Regions from separate parts of the Mus musculus genome. Here region 2 is linked to region 1. A link is a contact called in public Hi-C data. All regions are on one chromosome and are shown on one strand. The core of a region is the stretch at or near the end of the contact, and the rest is flanking DNA. Distances in the headings are between cores, read along the strand shown. Region 1 overlaps Rora (RAR-related orphan receptor alpha). Region 2 overlaps Rora (RAR-related orphan receptor alpha).

Evidence for each region. A called contact is a pair of places that touch in the nucleus more often than the background predicts.
Region 2: a contact with region 1 is called in a Hi-C map of muscle stem cells, with 1.8 times the contacts expected there. The contact joins two enhancer-like sites. A contact is called at or near these places in 9 of 484 Hi-C or Micro-C datasets (cardiomyocytes, cerebellum, cerebral cortex and 5 more) and 1 of 115 datasets of contacts at active chromatin or transcription factors (embryonic basal ganglia).

Annotation. Positions count from the first base shown.
Region 1 is chr9:68,839,414-68,845,209 of GRCm38.p6, forward strand. All of the region lies in intron 1 of Rora (RAR-related orphan receptor alpha), which reads left to right. It overlaps Gm31262 (a long non-coding RNA gene), which reads left to right. Exons shown (of 2, transcript XR_379583.4): 1 at 1-5,796. Among named protein-coding and RNA genes, the nearest start is that of Gm31262, 19 kb to the left of the region's middle. Within about 2 kb of position 3,023, at least 10 of the 459 cell types and tissues checked have an H3K27ac peak or open chromatin away from gene starts, as enhancers often do. A contact at or near this core is called in muscle stem cells, where this site is marked.
Region 2 is chr9:68,938,495-68,944,290 of GRCm38.p6, forward strand. All of the region lies in intron 1 of Rora (RAR-related orphan receptor alpha), which reads left to right. Among named protein-coding and RNA genes, the nearest start is that of Gm31262, 120 kb to the left of the region's middle. Within about 2 kb of position 2,712, at least 55 of the 459 cell types and tissues checked have an H3K27ac peak or open chromatin away from gene starts, as enhancers often do. A contact at or near this core is called in muscle stem cells, where this site is marked.

The DNA of each region.
Region 1 (5,796 bases), core at 1,773-4,272:
TGTATAAGTCTGGTGCTGATGCAGTATGTTGCGTGGACCTGAGAGTCTGCACTCCTGTCGGGTTCCCCACAAATAACACTGCTTCCACAGATCACATCATGGTTGGCAAGAGTCTAGACCAGTGTTGCCCAGGGGGAAGCATGGCCTGGGTCACTCATCACAGACACATACATGGCTTTAAATATTTGAAAGGCCATATTTAATGGAACAGTGGCCAGAGAAATGGCTCTGTGGATAAATTGTTTGCCATGCAAATGTAAAGAAAAAGCCAGGTGGGTATGGTATCCTACCTGTAATGCCAGTACTGTGGAGGCAGAGGCAAAGGATCCCCAGGGCAAGCACTAGCTCGAGTAGCCAAATTGGCAAACTCTAGGTTTATCACGACATTGCCTCCCTAGATAAGGTGGAGAGTGATAGAGAAAGAAAATTGATGTTACCCCCAGGCCTCCACGCATATATATATGTCATATATGGGCACTCACATACCTGGGCTCCCACACATACACATACACACATGCATACATGCAAACATAAAGGCATTCACCAGTGTGTTTGTTTGTGTGTGTGTGCACAGTACAATATTAAATTTAAAAAATAAAAATAAATTGGTGGAGTGCATTTTAAAGATTTGCTGTTTTATGCTAGTATGTTCAAAATACAGCATTAACATGCCATCAGAAGGAACACGTTCAGATTTTCACAACCTGGCATCACTCTGCATGTAGCTGCTTTTTGCTTGGGATGTGAACACATCTGAGATGCTCAGTGACCTCACATAGCCGTGTGCTCACAGAGTCCACATTACTGACTCATGGCAGGCAATGTGGGAAAAATGCCTCTGAGAGAAGCAGAAGGGGGCACAAGAGGCCTGGCACTGCAGCTCAGGGCCACATGGTTGCCTTGGCAGAGGGGGCATCTTCAGACTCACAAACGGAAGGCTACGTCATTTCCCACACCCCTGGGAACACCAAAATGAAATTCTCAGCTCTAAGACAGTAGCTTGGAAGTGGGTCATATTTTCTTCTCCATCCCATTCTAATGTCAAATTGCTTGAAAATGCACAGGTATGCTAGGGAGGTATCTTGGAGGAAACCCTACCCAAATGTGTGGTTCCCCTTCACGGTTCTTTCTGAGATAAAGGCGTTTGAGCACAGTCCAGCTGTTGGCATCTTGTTCTGGCTTGGGTGTGGCAGAGTACACTCGGCAGCTCTTTTTCACTTGGTGGATGGGAAAGGAGAGGAGAAAAGAGCCATCAGAGAAAGGGGACCAGGTTATATGACTTGGGGTGGAGATGTGCAATAATCAGATTCTTTTTCTTTTTTTGTCTTCTGCATTGTCTTTTTCATTCACCACTATTGGTCCTTAGTGCTTCTATACACACTTTAGAAGGTTCTCTATCTGTCTGGATGGGACTTTGGAAGCCATCTCACAGAGAAGCCCTGGGAAGTCAAGGACAGGCATAAACATCGGCCACGTTTCCATGGTTGTCTGGAAGTGGCTGTGATGCTGGGCCTGGGATCTCAGTGTTGGGTTGCTCTCTGAGAATGCTGCATTCTGGACCTCTGAGGAGCCGCCATGGTGATGGCTGTTAATGATTATTGGGCACCTCTTTGTGTACGTTGAGTTTGACCCAAGTTTCATTTTCACTAAGTTTTTAGTAGGGCAGCACCTTCTCCAGGTGGATCAGGACTGAGCTGGAGTCTTCTTCTATGAGGTAAGGAAAGAGGTGTGTATCACACCAGTCTCCTCTGTGTCCTGTCATTTGGGGCTGATTAGTACCTTGAGTGTCCAGGACTATGGATGAGTGTTGGCTCTGGGGTCAGACTGCCTAGGTTGAACTTTGGGCAGATGTTTTGTCTCCTGTGAGTCTTATTTTCTTTGTCTCTCAGGCTCTATAATGATAGTTACACTTGCTGTCCAGGTTGAGAGATAATTAAGTGATAATTAATGTAGAGGTACTTATGGAATCTTGGAGAGGTTAGTGTCACCGTTATTCATATCATCGTCAACACCATTATTGTCTCACTAACCCCACCACCATCTTCACCATCACCATCATCATCACTGTTATTACAGTCTTCAACAGCATCACTGTCACCATCACTGTCATTACAGCCTTCAACATCATCAACAGCATCACTGTCACCATCACTATCATCGCAACTTCAACATCATCAATATCATCAACTGTTACCATCACTGTCATTACAGTTTTTACCACCACCAACATCATCATCACCAACACCATCACTGTCAACCACCTCTGTCATCATCACCACCACCACCATCATCCTTGCCACCCCCTCAACTGGTCTCCCAGCCTGACTAGGGCTAGAAATGGAACGAACAGGATGAAGGTGATGGGTAATGATGATTGTCAACTTGAACAAAACTAAAAATCACCAAGGAGACAGTTATGACATGTCTGTGAGGTATTTCTAGATTATGTTAATTAAGATAGGAAGAGTTCTGCTAAATGTGGGCAGCACCATGCCATGGGCTGGGATTCTAGACTGAATTTAAAACCAAAAGATGAGACGCGTGCCAGAATTGATGAATGGAATGAATGTGCTCTTGACTGTGGTTGCAATGAAGCCAGCTGATGCCCGTGCTTGCCCCCATGGCTTTCCCTCTGTGATGCACTATACCATCAAATGGGGAGCCATAGTCAACTCTTCTTTCCTGGGTTGCTTTTATCTGGTATTTTGTAACAGCAATGAAAAACATAATGAATATCAAAGTTCTAGATATCTGCCCCTACCCCCTCACTTCCCAGGCCTCTCTACCCTGACATCCTCTTTCCTGAACTGATCTTTTCCTTACTGTTTTTTTCATTTCCCAAATAGCAATGTTTCTGGAAAAGCTTGCAAACACAGTTCCAAGTCCTTCAGGCGAGCACAAATGAAGTACATAAAGAGCGTGGCTAGCGATTCCCAAAGGAGCAGGCTAGGGTGGAAGGATAGCGAGCTGGGGTGGGAAGACTCAGGAGAGAAGCTGCCGGTCCAGCGCCATCCGCTATTGAGTTATCACGCGGCTGCTCAGCCAGCTAAGTACAAATTAATCTCTCGTGGCTGACCAATTATGCATAGTCTTTAGGGAGAAAACAAGTTAAAGAAAATGTGTTAGGTAAAGCAGGGGCTGGCCGCTCTTGAATTGGGAGGAGGGGCAGGCTCACTCTGTGTCAGGGCGTATTTTCACAACTGTAGTCCCGCAGATTTACCAGCATGCATAATACAGGAACCACATCTAATGGTGTGTGCATGTGTGTGTGTGTGTGTGTGTGTGTGTGTGTGTGTGTGTAGTGAGGCGGGTAGGCATCTGTTTTTCAACAGATGCTCGCCCCATGTTCATTTCTCCGCTCTCCCTCCCTGGCTCTCCCCTCCCTCACCCCTTCCTCTAACAGACAGAGCATCCCCCAGTAGCCCCTGAGCTCATCTCTCCTCTGCTACTCTTGCCTCCTGGAAATTGAAAAGCTGTTTTCTTCAACCCCATCTGTGAGATCAACACTTCCCAGGGCTGTTGCTGCCTCACCAAGTAATCTGTGGGGCCGAGACAAGGCTGGTTGTGACAGCAAAGAGAAAATTCCAAATTGTCTCGGATTATTTGTGAATGTGTGTATATGTATGTGTGCTCGGGTATACATGTAAGTGTGTGACGGCAGCAAAGGCAAACTTGAATATGCTAGATGACAACGATGGCTTCCCTGGGTGCTACCCAGCTTGACTTTTGAGCCTGGGACTCACTGATTGGACCAGATTGGCTAGCCAGGGAGACAAGATATATGCCTATCTCTGCCTCCCTTATAGAGAGAGATTAAAGGCTGGTACCACTGTACCTGGGTTCTCACGTGGGGCTCAAAGTACAGTAACTATGCAGCAAATATTTTATTGAGTACCTCTCCCAAGTGGTCTCAGTTTTTTGTTTTGTTTTTGTTTTTGTTTTTGTTTTGTTTTTTGTTTTTTTTTCAAGACATAGTTTCTCTGTATAGCCCTGGCTGTCCTGGAACTCACTTTGTAGACCAGGCTGGCCTTGATCTCAGAAATCCACCTGCCTCTGCCTCCTGAGTGCTGGGATTAAAGGCGTGCGCCACCATGCCTGGCTGGTCTCAGTTTTTATAGGCATCAAGGATCTGTTGGTGGATGTCTTTACCAGGCTTGTTGCTCTCTCTCCCTGTCATGTTCTCCTCTGGTGCCTCCCACTCACCCATTGTCCTCTGTGAGCGATTTTAGCCCCTAGAAACATATCCACATATATCCCATCAACAATGGATTGGACCCAGGATGTTGATGATCGCTGGTACTACAGAGCAGTCTCTTTTTGCTTTTGTGGAATAAACAATAGCTAACTGTGAGGTTTGCCAGGAAGAAGCCTTGCAAGGATGAGTATCTGTCAGTTCACATATGCGCCAAGGCTCTTGAGATGAGCATTCATTCATTTAGACACTATCCAGAGTAGGAGCTTTCACTCCTTTAGCATCTAGACTTCGTCTACTCCACAGATCCCCACTGAGGGCTCAGTCGGTGCTAGGCACAGTGCCATGTTCTTGGGATACTGTGGTGAAGACACACCTATGTCTATTCTTATTCAGCGTGTAACTTCACGTACACAGCACGCTTGTCCTCACAGCTCCGCAAGGCTTATCAGATGTCCCGCATCATGCACACAAGAGACCTTAATGCAGCCAAGAAGGCAAGACGAGGAGTGACCCGCAGACAGAAACAGAAGCTGAGCACTTTGCAAGAAGGAAAAACAAATCATCACTGAGCCATGGTCCCAGGAGCAGAGGAGGAATGAAGCCATAGGCTAAAGTTTAAGCTGCCAGGGTACCACATTGCCCCATGGCTCAAGTTCATAGTCATCTCTTTGCTTTGGTTTTGTATCTCGGCTACCTTAGATTAATGTCAGTGGACTAGATGGGGGGACCTGGACTGCCTCTTACTGTGTAAAGCCTGCTTACAGCCGGTAGATGACTACCATTCAGGCATAAGCCTCTGGCCATAGGCTTAATCTTACACTCTTCTGATACAGGCAATAGAATATGATTTGTGTAGTAGAGAAAGGTTAGGAAGAGATGTCATTAGAAAAACCACAACTGAAAAATGATCCAAAGCTTCTACCAAACAGCATTGGTCACCAGTGTTTTCCAAAGATGGCCGCCAGAGTATGTGGCAGAATTCCAGGTCCCTTTGCTGAACAGCCAGGCTCCTTCCATGGGGTATTTTTTGGAGATACCAATGCTGGAATATGCATTGTAACCATTTTCAAGGATCTTACTCACATTGAGGCCTGAACGTGCCTAAGCTATTTATCTCAGCTGTTTACCAGGAAAGAACAGACACCTAGAAAATCGTGCCTCTGAGCAACGGGCAAAGCACTAATCTATAGAAGAAGTGAGCCCTCAAGACTGCTCAGATGTGGGTATGGTGGAGCACATCTGTAATGTTGGCTCCTCAAAGAGGCCAAGGCAAGAGGCTGGTGTGCTCACAGCCACAGTGAGCAGCTCAGGGAGACTGCCTCAAAATTCAAAAGAGGGTTGGGCTATAGATCAACAGTATGCACTTGTATAGTATGTACCAGGGCCTATGTTCCATCACACACACACACACACACACACACACACACACACACACACACAAACAGAGAGAGAGATGCACACGCACATAAACATAAGGGGGGGGGACAGGAGGCAGGCAGACAGACAAAACACCCCACTGGGAAACACAGAGTCCCTGGGATCCTTGGAGCTGAGCCTGTGTTTACAGCCTTGAGCCCTCTGCCTGTCTCCTCAGAACTCCA
Region 2 (5,796 bases), core at 1,462-3,961, 99 kb after region 1:
TGGTCCTACCATGAGCCCCTGAAACATAATGCTTTGTGTCATGTTAGTATAAACATCACCCTCCCAGCTTGTCTCATGGCATCTGAGATGGTATGAGTGGTAATCCTCTCAAGGTCATACATATGATAGCACTTGTTGGTCCTACAGCTTTAGACCAAGTGATCTGGTTCAGGACTCTTCCAGTTGCACCTGACCATGTTTTGGTCAGATGCCAGACACTGTTGTGTTAGTTTAGACAGTAGAGGAGTCATTTCCAAGGGTACATTGTAAAGACCAACCACATATTCCTTTCTCCTAATACATGGAAAATGGAGTCTTTGAGGCTTTGAGCCAATTAGTCACACCTTTCCTGTTTGGCTTGGTAACTTAAGGCAGTTTGGTATTTTAAGTTTCCTCAAGGTTGAAAGACCTTGGCCTTTCAATCAAATGAGGATGATGGCTTTTGTGCCAAGATTAGGGCCTTATGAGATGAACAATAATAATTGTTCAGAGAAAGATAACTCTTCAGCGATAGCCATGATCCAGCGCTGTGCTGATTTCTAGGGGAAAGAAAAAAAATCAAATTCCTGCACTGGCTATCTTGACTGCAGTAGGCTCAACAGAAGGCCAGATGGTAGAGGAGAGGCATTCTGGGTATTCCTGAGTTCACATTCCAGTTTTGCCACTTGGCAGCTATTTGCCTCTGTTTTTGTGGGTCTGCCCTAATGGAATATTCTTCATAAAGTTATTAGGATGAACTTGACAGTCCACACTGACCATTCTGTAGGGCTCCTGGCCCATAATTAGTAAATATTTACAGGGTTTTTTCCCAAAACAACTCCCCCGCAATAACCAAAGCTCATGGTGGAAGTACTTTCTATGCACGGGCGTGACTTGATTTGGCTGGCTTCAGACGTGGTTCTTGGCATCTGGAGTTTTTAGCACTGTCTCCTGCCCCACCAAAATGCCTGTCTTGCATATTTCGCCATTATTGGCTAGCTTTTGTCTTGAACAACCTAAGAGGCATTCATTCTTTATTTTATGTTTTTTTGGAGGCATTTAATTCTTTGCACAAGAAAATGATGAAGTTTAAGACAAATACCCAAGCAGTGCCCCTTGCTGAAGTACAGCCAGTCTGGTGGGGCACTCTACGTAGTATCTGCTGGGGGCTGATTGGAGTGGATAGTTGTATTGATTAATTTTCCATCACTTTGACAAAAATGCCACGACCAAAAGCAGTGTAAAGATAAAAGAGTTTATCTGGGTTTTGCATACTAAAAGAGGGGGTCCATGGCATTGGCAACTGCAGAAGGAAGCTGAGAGATCACATCTTCAAGTGCAAATGCGAATCCAAGAAATTGAACTGGAAGTAGGGGGAGGATAGGAACTCTCAAAGTCCATCTCTAAAGACGGGCTTCCTCCAGCAAAGCTATATCCCACCTCCCCAAACAGTGCCCCCGCTGGGGCCCACGCCTTTAAATACTCACACCTCTGAGCACCAATTCTTCCATCCACAGCAGTTGGAATGCTGTCTTCCGCACTGCAATGCTCTTCTACACTGATTGAGACCATTACCGAGAAAATGCCAGGCTAGGTTTCTCCCCTCTATAGCCACTGTGTGAAGAAGAGAGTACCAGGTTTTCATTAAGGCAGAAGACCTGATAGATGTGTGGTTCTCTCTGTTTCTCCATCCTGGTGAGTTATGAAGAGACATACCCTGGTGCCAAGAGTGACACCAAGTCTCTCCATCAGAATAGCCCCTCAAGTTGCCTCACACCAGGCTGGGCTACACTGAGACCTTGTTCCAAGACTTTGTTCCAGTGAAGCAAGAACTGTTTGTAAGCAGCTAGAGGAGGTAGAGAGAATAATACTGCTTTGGGCATGGCTCTCCCCTTGACCCAGAGGGCTCCCTGGAGTGATGGATGCCAGGGTCGCCACATCAGATAGGCTTGGATCCTGCATAATTACATCTCTATGGAACTTTACAGAGCGACTCTGATTCTTCTCTCGCACACATTTCCTTGCGGCTGGTATTTCCTCGGTGACTCTCGAGGCTGAGTAGCCACAGAGCATGCATATTGTATGGGGAGGCTCTTCATCAGCAATGCCAACCTTGCTTTGTCCAACTCCAAGGGACTCGGGTTGCGAATCACTCTGTGATCACCTCACGCCATCCATAGCAGACAAGAGCAATCGTCCACAGAGGCAAAGATGAGTAACTTCTGGGAAGAGTGCATCCCTTAGTTCTCCAAGGGCTGCACTTTGAGGATCGCTGTGTGTGTAGTGTCTAGCAGTGCAGCCTACCCTGCTCCAGCAGGGGAGGATAAAGCTACCAGTTTGAGTCTGATGTTTTATTTATCTGTACTGGTAACTTTATGTAGGGTGTGTTTCTCTGTTTGGGCCTCAAGGCTGGTTGAGCAAAAGGCGGGAAACATTAATAAGTAATAGAGAGAGAGGGGCTGTCCATTTATAGTCTTTCAGAGATGACCTGGTTTCCATTCCAATGGGAGCGTTAGTGTTGTTTTAGAGTGATAGGCATCTGTGGATGCTTGCAGTGGTGCATTCGGGGATAACCAGGAGGGACACCTGCTTAGGCTATTTTTAGAATAAAAATTAAGAAACCTCAGGCAGCCCCAGGGGCCCTCCCCAGTTGGCAGTGCACACACTGTGAGCCCGAATAGTCCATTTTCCTGGGGTTGCGTGGGATCACTGTGTTCCTTTCTGTTCGCCTCCAGTGTCTGGTTATTATTAAACCACCCTTTGTGAGAGATTAACTCTGGCTTCCCTCCCAGTGAGGAGATGTCTACACAGAGCCAGAGTAGGCAGCCAATGGCAGGCACATGGGTTATTTGGTGTCGTACAGGAACAAACAACTGGTTGACAAGCCAGTTCTTCACTTTCTGATGGCTTCCCTTGGCATGGTAACAAGCTTCCGTAGCACATGGTATAAATGCTTCCCGAGCCTGCCTGCCTGCCTTCATTCATTCAGAAAGTATTTCCTAAGGGCCCCCTGTGGGATTTATTATTTCTAAAATGGGGATAATCGTGGTACCTATTGCATAGAATTATGTGGATTAAATGAGCTAATAATGTGTTAAGGATTTAGAACAGTGCCTGGCACGTAGTTAAGGCTTAGTCAAGTCAAGCTTGGCTGTGCAATTGAAGGGCTGATTTTTTTTTTGTTGTTGTTGTTCTAGGTGAGAAATGGACAGTGGAGCCAACAGTATAGAAAGAAAGATAGTTTCTGTGGTAAAGTAGGGAACTCAATTTTTATAGTGTGTGTGTGTGTGCGTGTGCGTGTGCGTGTGTTCAAATTAGTCTGGGAACCAGAGGTCATCCTTGGGTGTCACTCTCTAGGCAAACCTTACTTTTGAGACACTCACTAGCCTGGACTTGGTCTACAAGGCTACACTTGCTAACCAGCAGGCCCAAGGGATCCTACTTTTGGCCTCACCAGTGCTAAGATTACAAGCACTCTATCTAAGCACTTGCCTGGCTTTTAAATGTGGGTTCCGATGACCAAACTCCAGTTCTCATTGATTTTGCTGTGTGTGTTTGGGGATGGGGTGTTGTTGTTGTTGTTGTTTGTTTTGGTTTTTCAAGACAGGATTTCTCTGTGTAGCCTTGGCTGTCCTAGAACTCACTCTGTAGACCAGACTGGCCTCAAACTCAGAGATCTACTTGTCACTGCATCCATAATGCTGGGATTAAAGGCATGCGCCACCACTGTCAGGCTAATTCTCATGATTTTAAGGCAAGCCCTTGACTGACTGGCCCATCTCCCCAGTGTGAGGGATTCATTTTAATGGGGCCAAATCTATAGACAAGGGTGATGCTTCCTGATATCATGGTTCACAGAGTGAAATTCTTTGAGCGGTCATATCACCATCATCTGAGTGTGAAATATAAATTCTTTATCCTTGCCCAAGGGTTTCAAGTCAAATATTTCAGAGTTTGGGCCAGCAATTTGTGTTTGAATAAAGCCTCAGAGATTCTCCTTGCTAAGTTTGAAAAGAGCTGCCTAGTCTCTTGATGGCACTGGGAAAGAAAAAACTTGGACAATGTCTGCTTCATGACCTATACTGTATTTAACATCTACTAGTCCAGCAGGAGGCAGGCTCTGGACAGTAGCTCCTTCGTAAGGCAGGCAACAGCCTTGTTAACTGGCAGGGACCTTGTTAGTGCAGGCCCAGCCTGCTTCCTGAGCACAGGCAAGCCAAACCTCAGCTCTCCTCCTGGCTTACTGCCAACAGGGCACCACAACACACCCCTGTCATCCATATGCTAAGGATTCAGAGCTGGGGCTATGCTAAGTGGGTTTTTTTCCAGAACAACTGTGAGCTGCAAGGCCCCAGGGCACCTCTCATCACGTTGAGAAACGAGGGGAGACCAGCCTCTCTGGGTCCTTTCTAAGCAGATGCACATCTGGTTTGTGTGAGTCTGCCTACACACACCCAAAGACAGCCCATGGCCAACAGAATGTATCACACCAGCGCCTCTGAGAAGCTTGTTGCTGGCCTGGCTTTTATTACTGGTGTGCAGCCACCTCTGCGATGGAACGCCACAGCTGGAGAGAATTTGAGAACATCCGTCTAGATTTTCCGACTTTGCCCATTTGTTCGGTCATACAAATTTGTATGCTCCAGAATGGTGGAAAATAAGAAGAACATATCTCCCCGTGTCTACAAACCTTCAGCCCTTCCCTAAGGAACATTCCAGAATGGCAAGGGTCATGGCTCCTACAAATACCTACTGTTCAGGATAGATAGAGTGTTCTATGTCAATAGGAGAATACCAACTAGATGTGGAGTTAGAGGTTAAGACATAAGTGTGGATGTCTCATGAGGAAGGGGGAGGCTAGTTAGTGTTCCAGGCCTGGAAGGTGGGGCAGCAGAATCTTAGGATACATGCATAGAAAAGGGGTCTTAAGTAAAGGGGGATTGAGAAAGTATGAGAGATAGAGGAAATAGAGAGTGCTCAGAGGGAGGAACGAGTGATCCATCTAAATCATCCAGAGCCTAGACCATAAACAGAGAAATGGAGAAAATCAGCTCTTTGAGAATAGGTTAGTATGCTTTCTCCAAGGCAAGGGGTTTGGACAACATTTATGTGGAGGCCAGAAGAAAGTCTGATGAAGACTAGGAAGAGGGTTGAAACTGTAATTGCTGTCATTAGCTATCCTTGGTGGGAGTCTTGCTCAGAGACCTAGCTCCCAGGAAGCAGCAGAAACAAAGGAAGATCGAGGAAGTTAGTGTCTACAAGTTCATGACTGTGGGAGGTGGGGAGAAGCCAATGGGTAAGGAGGACGATGTTACATTGAAAGGTTGCATGATAGAGAAAGCTTCAAAACTCTCCAGTGGGGCTTGGAATGTAGATCAATTGGTAGAGTGTTTGTCTTGCTTTCATGAAACACAATAATACCAAATACACTGGGTATAAAGATCTATTCCTAGAATTTGGCCGGTAGAAGTAGAATCAAGAGTTCAAGGGCAACCTTGAGGGTATTGGAAGGCTAGCCTAGGCTACATGAAACTCTATTTCAAAACAGACAAACAACTCTCTGGAGATTTGGGGAAAGCAAGACTGACCACTAACTGAATTTTGCTGCAGTTCTGGTCCACAGTCCTCGAGACTTATCAGGAGACATTTGTCTCCCATCAGGCAAACACCAGAGGTCCTCAGCATTACATGCCAGCCAGGCTAGGAACATGTAACCATTCCAGGGAGTCTTGGCATGGGCTTGAGCTATGGGTTTGGTTCTGACTCACAAGAGTCCAAACCACCTACTGAGTCATTTGCAAAAGCTGTCTTTTCCTG